Regions from separate parts of the Gasterosteus aculeatus genome. Here region 2 is linked to region 1. The links are chromatin contacts, called in public Hi-C maps. All regions are on one chromosome and are shown on one strand. Each heading gives the region's core, a stretch centred on a gene start, on an enhancer-like site or on the middle of the called end of the contact. The rest is flanking DNA. Distances are from core to core; before and after follow the strand shown.

Region 1 (5,100 bases), core at 1,193-3,692:
CCCTCCTCATGTGTCTCATGCGTTATGTCATTAACTTATCCGGGGCTTCTTCTCAGCAGTAAACTGTAGTGCTGAGACCGTACTCTGGTCCACGATGTCCCAACACATCTACTACATTCCCTTTGATAGGGGTCCCAGTCTGTGGAAAAGATGGGAAATTGCTTTGGTGGTTCTTCTAATATGATTGGTTCTGAGACTGTGTGTGTGTGTGTGTGTGTGTGTGTGTGTGTGTGTGTGTGTGTGTGTGTGTGTGTGTGTGTGTGTGGGGTCCCTCCATCCTTGATGACCAATTTTGATGATAGGTGTGGCTTTGATAAGTGTGTGAATGCCTCCATCCAATTAACTGGTTAACAAGGTAATGCTGCATTTTTCCTCCTTGCTGCATTTTCACCCTCTGCTATGTGTCTGTTTTCTTCCCCACCTTTTTATGGCATGGTGTTTGTGTGTGTGTGTGCGTGCGTGCGCGCGCGTGTGTGTGTGTGTGTGTGTGTGGTGTCTTGCGCATGTGTCCTTCTACCTGCGTGCCTGTTTGCCTAGGCCGAGGGAATCACTATGCCTACTACGCCTATCGGCACCACGAAGGTAAAATAATTCCACCACACCTCCTCTGTGTCTGTTGCAATGGCTGATCGGATTGTTAGGAGGGGGTGCAATAATCCCTTTTTCCCTGCTTAAGCATCCTCTTGGTTCCCCAGACAAAAGGCCACGATTTTTTGGGAGGGATTTTTTATTATTTTGAAACGAGCTCCGTCGCGAAGCAGAAGACTCTTCACAAATGTACTTTAATGATTATGTTTTAAGTATGAAGACAAACGCCAGTTGGCAAGTGCCAAGCTAACGGTAGGCTGTAAGAGAGCTGCACCAATTCACAGGATATAGCTGCTCGGCAACCACCTTATGAGGATGTGGATATGACATCAAATTAAAAATATTAACTACATATTTTCATTATCAAAATCTTTTTACAATTTGACGCTTCATATGCACACATGTTATTGTCATTTTTACTGAGACATATAACATAGCATTTTCTCAGAGTAACATCAAATGCTTTTAAGACACGATGTAGAAAACCAAAAATGACGCAGCAATTTTGGAGTAGTAAAGTAGTAGTAGAACTTGGAGCCCATTGTTATTGAACCTGATTTCACGGCGGTCTGTCGTAGATACATTGTAACCATAACGGATGTGATCATGCAGCCCGCTTCCTAATGAACCTCATTCGATGGAAGTAGAAGCTAGGCTGTCCTGGTAGCCTTGTTACATTTTCTTTTGGATTATTTTTATAGTTTGTTCTGAGGTTTTCATGGTCTTTTATCAGCGCAGCCAATCTTTCCCCTTTTTTTCTGGTGAACTAATATGCCGCTTTGCTTTTAACTAAACTCCTGTTTACTAATAATCAATAACCTAACCAGCCACCCACCGTTTTATTTTTGTCACGTTGTACCCGCTGTACTCCTGTCAACTGTGTGGGGACAGTTGATAAGCAATATGAGTGAGCAGACGCCCGGTGCTAAATGTGAGTGTTTGGATGTGTTTGTGTGCGCGTCTAGACGGGTCCGACTCCCGCGACAAACCAAAGCTCTACCGGCTTCAGCAAAGCGTCACCGAGGTCGGCTCGGACTGCACGGAGGACGGAGCCATCCAGGTAACTACGTCACAAAAACGCTGATGTTGAGTCAATGTCAGTGAATGTATGTGTTCAAATTCAGATTTTATGTATAACAGCAAATCATCGAGATTTGCGGACTGCTGGAGATCTACTGGACATGAATCATACGGGTTTAGCTGAGATTATCTATGTATTTTATGACTTTCATCTGCTTGACAAAAGGGCTCTTATTTGCCCCTCCAGTCTTTGAAAAATCCCCTCCTTCTTTCCCCCACCCCAGAAGGCACATGGGTAAGACAACCAAACAACAAACGCCCCACTTTTGACCCATAAAAGGAAACTTTAGATCCCTGTGCAACTCTCACATGGCTCCAACATCATAACATGGAGTCATGTGTAGATTAACATAGAGGAGCCAAACTGATTTCAGTGCCCACACTAATCAAATTACAGTACTAAAAAAGTCATGCTTTCTCAGGAGAAATCAAACTTAGCTGAATTCTGTTTGAATATCTTTTTGGGAAGCACAGAACTACATTTCATAGGATTTCTTGGGTAAACTCATTTAGAATCTTAACTTACATTTAAAAAAAAAAAAGCAATTAGGATGCACTGCAACAGCTCACAGAACACCTGTTGTAATGCGCAAGCTGCTTTGTGGTGACCCGCTTGCCCTTGTTTGCCTCCAGCTGCTCGGCCCGGGGATCCTGCCCCACCACTGCAACCTCATGCACAGCGAGGGCATGGTGACCGTGACGCCTCACGGCCCAGACGCCGACACCTTCGTGGACGGGCAGCGACTCAACGAGACCACGGTGCTGCGTTCGGGCTCCACCCTCCAGTTCGGCTCAGTGCACGTCTTTAAGTTCGTGGACCCGATGTTCGACCAGGGCGGGAAGAGAGAGACGGCCGCCATGATGAGGAGCCGACACAAGTCCGGGTGAGGAGGCGTTCGGCGCTTAACGCACCGTTCATTCCCCCACTATTCCAGAGGAGAGGGTGTTGTTGTAGATGAAGGGAGGAGTAGATGCGGTTTGGGAGTTGGCGGGCCGAGCGAGGTAGATGAAGGGGAAGGAAAAGGGGGAGGAGGGAAGCCTCTGGGTTGCACCGGTGGGGATAATGAGGAAATGAGAGGAAGAGCGGAGGTCTGGGGTTATGGCAAGCGGGCTGCCATCTAATCCGAACTACATGGCGCAGGGTGTGGCCTCCCTCCCGCTCGCTGTCGGTACACACACTTGACAGGAGAAAGGAAGGGGGAGCACACCCGATAAGAGGAGAAGGAAGTATGTGAGCCGGCTGACGATGAGGAAAAGACCAGAATAAAAGGTTTTGAACTGGAATTGAATGGCTTCTAATGACTCAATGGATGACTGAGAGCAGGCGAAAGAGAGGTGTGAGCGCTGTAAGTAACTGACGCCTTAACTCACCGCTCTGTGCGGCTCTGCATGAATGGCTTCTTTCAAAGGAGTAGAAGTATTTTGGTTTCTCTTGTATAGCGTGTGTCCTGGTTTCTTTTAAGGATTTTGAGATCTACGGTGGAACTTTTCTCAAGTGTTGTTTGTTTAAATTCAATGGCAGATTGTAGAGCGGCTTTTCTGTACCGGGGAGCGATACCTATTTTAAACTCTGAAGTGGACCAAAAAGGTACAAAACTGTCAAATTGATTTGGTTAATATACCAGTAATGAGTGTGAGTGTGAGTGTGAGTGTGAGTGTGTGTGTGTGTGTGTGATAAATGTCCCCTTGGTGGCGATAAACCGACAGATAACAATGACTCTCTGTACGCTCACGGTCAGGTCAGAGTAGCAGCGTCGTATCGTCTCTCGGGTCTTTCCATCTTTGCTGGTGGCCCACATCTTTTCTGCTTGTGGCCTTTCAGCAGCCACTGGCATCTGTTTCCATTCCCGCCGGCACAGAGCGAATGTAAGATGATGTGGGTTACTCGTGGCTAAGATCTGGCTGCTAAAGGGCAAGATATTGCCTCCGGGAGTTAATCATTAGATTAATGTGTAAATACAGTGATGACACAGCGACCGCCGCATCTTGATAAACTGGCAATGCCCGTGTTTACAGCTGGTTTGATCTGATTCTTCAATAATGCCCAATTGTACATTAATCAGACCACCTAACCAGCCTTCTCAGGGTCAAATGGTATACTCAACAACTGTGTAGCTTTTCTTACTCTCATCTTCATTTTTGAAGTTAAAGAAACTTTAGTGTACTCTGTGGAGTAACACTGTCTGTCGCTTTGAGCAGTGTCACCTCAGTCTGGAGTAAAAGCCTGAATTGCTGGAAGTGGATCCTTGTGGTTGTCTGGGCTACTTTGCAATGTTCTGCTGTACAAACTTACACCGATACCTCGTTCATTTGAGCAGGACACTCATCACAATGTTTGGAGCGATTAGAGATGCAATTTGTCTGAAAAGGCCCAATTTATTTTTGTGAGCACACAGCTATTTGGCATCGGAAGTCTGGCAAGAAACATAATCTGTAGAGATGCTCCGATCAGGTTTTTTGGTGCCGATCACCGATCACTGAAATCAGTATCTGCCGATCCGATAATACCGATCACGGTGTCAATTTTAGCATTCTATTTATTGTGTAGCATTATTTATGAAATGAATTATTCTTAAGAACATTGGTTTTGTATTTTAAGTATTTAAATTACGAGACGAGAGAGTATCATGAATTGACAACCATCCGTTTTATTGCAGGGAACGTGCAACATTCCAATGTAGAAAAGCTCTCTCGCTTACTATAAAATGTGTAAATAATAATCAATATTAAAACAATAATAAAAATATAAATCTTTAAATGAAAATCACAACAATAGAATAACATGTGCAACATTCCACTCTCTAGAGGCTCTCAATAGAACTTGGAGCTTATAGGAGCTAACAGACAGAATAAAGATTAAAGGTGCACAGGAAGTCAGCAATTAAACAAAACATGTATATCTATCTGTATAGTGTCTCACTCACTCACATACTTCACTCACTCAACTCACTCGGAGAGGGGGCATACTAGAGTATTCAAACCTTACTTCTGATTAAGCAGCATCACTGGCAGATTTGCCTTGATAAATATAAGCATCTCAGCATTTTTAGGAGTCAACCTGTTCCTCTTCTCATCTAAAATATGTCCTGCTGTGCTGAAAAGTCGCTCGCTATCTACACTTGTACAAGGTGCGGAGAGGACGACTCGTGCTGCTAAACTGCGCAGTTAGGCTCAGCATAGACACAGGACAGACACTCGAACTCCAAATGTCACTCGTGAAGCTAACTGCCCTGATGTTGTCCTTCATAAGGCTCTCGATGTGCGTGTAGACATTTCGGTATAATTCCGGCAGACAAACGTCAGTTAGGTATTTTCGGCCCGGCAGCGTATAGCGTGGATCCAAGCAGGATACAAGGCGTTTGAACCCGGCGTCTTCCACAACAGACAGTGGCTGCTGATCAAGGCATATGAATTCCATTACCTTTGCATTTA
Region 2 (5,248 bases), core at 1,284-3,783, 120 kb before region 1:
ATTCAGCATGTCAACCAAACTTAAAGAAAAAGAAAAAAGACCAAGACAAAAAAAGAAAAAAAATGTTAACTATTTGTTCTTTATTGCCATTGAGTTTTTGGGGGGGAATCAATTCACTTTGGGTTCAGTCAGCTGAAGCTATAAGTCATGGTTTGAGAATGGCTTTTCATTGAGAACTGGCTGGCGTTCATGTGGAGAAAAGGTCCAGATCATCAGCTTCCTGCAGTTGACTGAGGTGAAGCTGAATTGAACCCGGATCCGGACCGTCAAACGCCATTACTCTGATCTGATTTGATTGTTTGATTGTCTCTGATTGTTTCACTTTGGACGAGTTTCTCTTAGTACAGTGACAAATGATCATCAGTATGTTCGATGTTTCTTTTATTTCTTTTACTTCCTAACTAATTTTTGCGGTTGATTTAAAAGTAGGAAAAAAAACGAGTGATGCATTTTCATGCTGCTAATTGCCATTGTTGGACTACGGTAAGAAATATATCTATATAAAGAAATATACGGTAGGTTATTGTGCTCTCTCTCTCTCTCTCTCTCTCTCTCTCTCTCTCTCTCTCTCTCTCTCTCTCTCTCTCTCTCTCTGTATGTGGGCCACTGCATCCAGCATCTTAGACTAGGAGTGCTGATCTAAGACCAGCTTGCCTCCTCATTTATGGTGAAGTTTTACATGGAACCTGATCCTAGATCAGTTACACTTCTCTGATATGCTCTGTGAATACAGGCTCTGATTTTAGGACGGCACCATCGTGGCAAGTTTGTTACAGCTGCATAGCAGATTTTGGTAGAATATTAAAACCTGTTTGTATGGTCGTCTGTCTCAACACAGATATAATGATGTCTCACCAATTTTAAAAACAAAAATAGCATATTTTATATTTATATTATAATGTGTATGCTTAATAAATTATTGTGACATTTACTTGTGTACAGTTGTCATTTTTTTGGATGAATCTGGGGTTTACTTTCTCAGGATTTTAGGGGATGCCAGATTATGGAAGATCACAAATGCCAAAAATACTTTTTTCTCAGAATATGTGTGAATATGAGAGCAACTATCAAAGCATTTTATTTTTATAGAACAAGGCTGATGAAACACTAAGAAGAGGCAGGCTGTTGGGGAATTTGGTCTAACAGCATTGATTAACTGGACTGCGCTCTCAGCAAGAGACTTACGAACATGAGGGCAAAGCTTCAACAACGAAGCTCTGATGTTTACCCAACAGTGGCACATTACAAACATCATGTCAAATGTAATGTTTTGTATTTACTGTATTTACACTTGTAGATCTGGGTGCTCTTGAATATTAACTTGCAGCTTAACAAGAGATTTCTCTTGTGCTTGCTCAATGGTTTTGCCTAGGGCTGCAACTAACGATTAGTTTGATAATCGATTAATCAGCCGATTATTTCTTTGATTAATCGATGAATCAGAAAAAAAAACAGCATTAAAAACCTTTAATTTACAACCCTTTATTGTAAAACAGAACTGCAAATTCACATTGCAAAAATACTTCAGAAAGTACAGGTTGCTCCTTGTACATAGTAATTTATAAAAAATAAAGGATTTGTTTTAACGTCTTGTTCTCTATACTACACTCACAAACTCTCACTTACAAACACACCCCCATGTTCACAAGCTTATTCTTTAACTTATTACCATCATTGTAGAGCAAGTTAAGTAAATGTATACACCCCATCTAAGTACAGCTAAAAACAACCAAGTGCTATGAGATGAATTTAAAATGGCATGTTACCAAGCCAGGGACATAAAAAAAAAAACGACCTCAAAATAACCAGAAAAATAGTATACCCTGCATACTTAAGGTTCATTAATAAAAAACATAAAGGAGGAAAAAACATATTTTATGTTACATTACATTAGAGGTCATTTAGGTGACGCTTTTATCCAAAGCGACTTACATTGCATTTGTGGCGCACCCTCTCTGCCCTGAGTTTTGGGAAACCAATGGGAACGTCCAGCGACTTTCAGACCCAATAACGTGAAAACTAAAGTATTTAATGCAACTAAAAAAGGTTGGAAAACAATGTCTGGGACGTTACCAAGCCGCAACTCATTGGGTGGCGTAATAATCGCGCGACACAACAAATCGATAATAAAATCCGTTGCCAACGCTTTTAATAATCGAATTTTAGCGATTTCAACGGTTTGTTGTTGCAGCCCTAGTTTTGCCAGCAGTGAACTTCCACACTTCTTCCGGAAATGTATCAAAATATATTTTAAAAAGAGATAACTGCTGTCGCTTTGTAATACTGTAATACAATCAGTACACTGAACCCCCTTTTCGTAATTATATTAAATAATGTAAATCTAATTAAAGTAAAGTATTAGGAATTATGAAGTAATTGTATCTATATGTTTGTATTTTAACGTGGGAGAGGACATAAAGGAAGGACGATTTTCTAAACATAATATATATCATCCATTTATTAAAATGATCTTATGCTCGGCTTTAAGAGACAACGATTTGTTGATTTATTGAAATCACCAGCAGAGGGCAGGAACGTGTCAATATGATTTAACAATAAACGACATTGGCTGAACAGGAAGATAAACAAACCCGGACCTGGGTTGGCTTCCTGTTCGGGCTGGAAGATGGCAGCAGTAACAGGAGCCGGGTCTCCTGGCCGGCTGGTCCAGTATGTTGTCGTCCGGTCGGATCTGGTCCACAAGCTGTCCTGGCCCCTGGGAGCCGTGATAACTCAGGCGTGTCACGCCGCTACGGCTGCCATCCACCTGCACTACGGGGACCCGGACACACAGCGGTACCTCGCCGAGCTGGACGCCATGCACAAAGTGGTGCTGGGGGTGAGCGCCACACTCCCTACAAATATCCCTCGCTTTACTTTGCACGATGGTTGAATAGTTTATTACAACGTGTGTGACATTGACAACACGTGATACCTGTTCTGGTTTGGTCGTATTGATCGACTTTGTGAGTTCTAAAACCGACTTAATGTCGTTCACGCTGTTGCTAACGTGGTTTAAGGTGAGCGATGTCATTTATAGAACCACACGTAACGTTAAAGCAAAAAGCTCGCAAAGTTCTGTCTGAACTATGAAATGAGAGCCGAATTAAAACTCCTTGAGAATATATTTCATAAAAGATGGAATTGCCCTCTTGCTTTTATATATGTGTCCTAACGATGAAATCAATCTAAACGATGGCATTTATAATGGAGTATGGTATCGCTTCATTGAAGATTCAATTAACTTATCTAACCGTTTTTAGAGAAACCAAATAATAGATAATGATATTGTATATGTATTGTCAATATAAATCTAATGAAACTCTAATGTAATCTATTATAAGATGAAACCCTCCCTGCCAAATAGTACATAGTAGAATTCTAACAATTCAACTAGTCTATATATACAGGAATGAACAAATATAAGTAGACTTACGGTTTTATATCAACGTATTCCCTCACATGGAGCACTGTAATTAGTTGTGAAGTAATGGCAGTTTGTGGTCATTCTATGAATGTTCCTGTATATTTAGTAGCCTGGCTTACTGTCCACATCTGTAATGGATTTCCTTCCAGGCTCCAGACGAGGCTGCCCTTTCCGGGTTATCAGAGAATCTTACACAGGCCGGGGTGGCCCATAAGCTGTGGATCGAACAACCGGAGAACATCCCCACCTGCTTGGCTCTGAAGCCATGTCAGAAAGAGACAGTCCAGCCGCTGCTGCGCAAGTTCAAACTCTTCAAATGAATGCCTTGGACCAAAAAAGATCAGCCAGCTGTGCATTACAGTGCATGTCCGTAATATCATTTCACCTTTTAAAGATCTCCATCTCAGTGAATCCAAACACCTGTTGTGTCCAAGATTGGACTGTTGTGTCAAAGATTAAAGTCGGAAAATATTAAGTTGTTTTCTCCACCACTAAGCGGCAAAAAAGCACACAGCATTTGTTTTGCAATCATGTTAATGAGGCAATTGATAAGTAATACATATCGTCGATGTTGCATAAAGACAACTATGTAAACATATCAATAATGCAGCAAGAATGCATTTTACTTACAGCTACAAAAAATGGTATTGCTCTCTTCGAGGGTTTGCGGTAAATCTGTGAAGGGTTTTTCGGTCAAATAATTGCTCACATTCTCAGCATACTTTTAACAGCATTATAGTTTTACCCCCTTACTAGTTTTCATACAATGAACCTGCACAGATCATCCATCTGGAGTACCACACAGGAACAATTCTGTTAGGAATATTCTATTGCTGTTGTAACAGGATATTCTCAAATGGGTAGCTCTGTTACAGAGTACGGCTTCATGTTTATACACAGTGTTACATATTCATAATGCGCTGTATTACAGTGTGCGACTTTGCGTTAAAATTACAAGGACAAACTTACTAAGCATCAAGTCTGTAATCTAGGTCATGAACTCTCTGGAATACATTCAGTGCCGATTTGTTCCGCCTGTGAAATGGAATCTCAAGCTTTTTGCCTGGATGTTTGTGTCAAAATTATTATTAGAATAAGATTCATGAGTGTGTCTTCAAAGGGTAATAAAGGGTTTTTTAAATGACGTTCGGCCCCATCATCGTCTGCCTGTGTGAACAACGGAGTAACTACACTCTTCATTTCCCCCGTCTGGAAAGTAGTTTTTAGATTAGATTAGATTTAACTTTATTGTCATTGCACAGAGGTGTACTGAGGCAACAAAATGCAGTTTAGCATCCAACCAGAAGTGCAAAATAGCAAAAAGTGTTAGAGTATGTGCATATGTAAAGTGTAATAAGTGAATAAATAGATATGTACAGTAAGAAATAGATATGCAATATGAACAGTAATTGGGACAAGAATAGCAGCAATTGAGGTAAGAAGTGTAGGTATGATAAGTATATGTAAAGTGCAGGTGTAAGTATTAGTGGTGGTAATAAGTGAGATGAAGTGAACGAGGTATTAGTAATATTATATTTAAGAGGTATTGTAGGTATAAGTACGATTAATACAGTAATAAGTGGTAGAAAAAAACATTCTGGTGCAAATGTTCAGTGGCTGGAGGAGGGTGTGTGGCAGTCAAGCCAGGGTGGAGCGGGGAAGTACAGTCACTGAGGGAGGTGTGTGTCGGGGTGGGGGGCAGAGTTCAGTAGAATGACAGCCGCAGGGATGAAGCTGTTCCTGCACTGCTGGTCCGGGAATGGAGCACCCTGTAACGCCTCCCAGAGGGGAGGAGGGCAAACAGTCTGTGGCTGGGGTGAG

The links. Hi-C and Micro-C count contacts between places; a contact is called where the count stands out from the background.
Region 2: a Hi-C map of skeletal muscle shows a contact between it and region 1, with 4 times the contacts expected there. The contact joins the promoter of ptrhd1 here to the enhancer-like site in region 1. A contact is called at or near these places in 2 of 6 Hi-C or Micro-C datasets (skeletal muscle and whole body).

Annotation. Positions count from the first base shown.
Region 1 is chr18:5,206,608-5,211,707 of fGasAcu3.hap1.1, reverse strand. afdna (afadin, adherens junction formation factor a) reads left to right here. Exons shown (of 40, transcript XR_013453327.1): 9 at 538-582; 10 at 1,554-1,648; 11 at 2,302-2,552. Among protein-coding and RNA genes, the nearest start is that of LOC120812025, 6.1 kb to the left of the region's middle. Within about 2 kb of position 2,442, at least 1 of the 9 cell types and tissues checked has open chromatin away from gene starts, as enhancers often do.
Region 2 is chr18:5,323,879-5,329,126 of fGasAcu3.hap1.1, reverse strand. It overlaps ptrhd1 (peptidyl-tRNA hydrolase domain containing 1), which reads left to right and starts at 2,533. Exons shown (of 2, transcript XM_040161195.2): 1 at 2,533-2,839; 2 at 3,577-4,572. The coding sequence starts at 2,627. The coding sequence ends at 3,747. It overlaps fam184ab (family with sequence similarity 184 member Ab), which reads left to right. Exons shown (of 21, transcript XM_040160480.2): 21 at 1-931.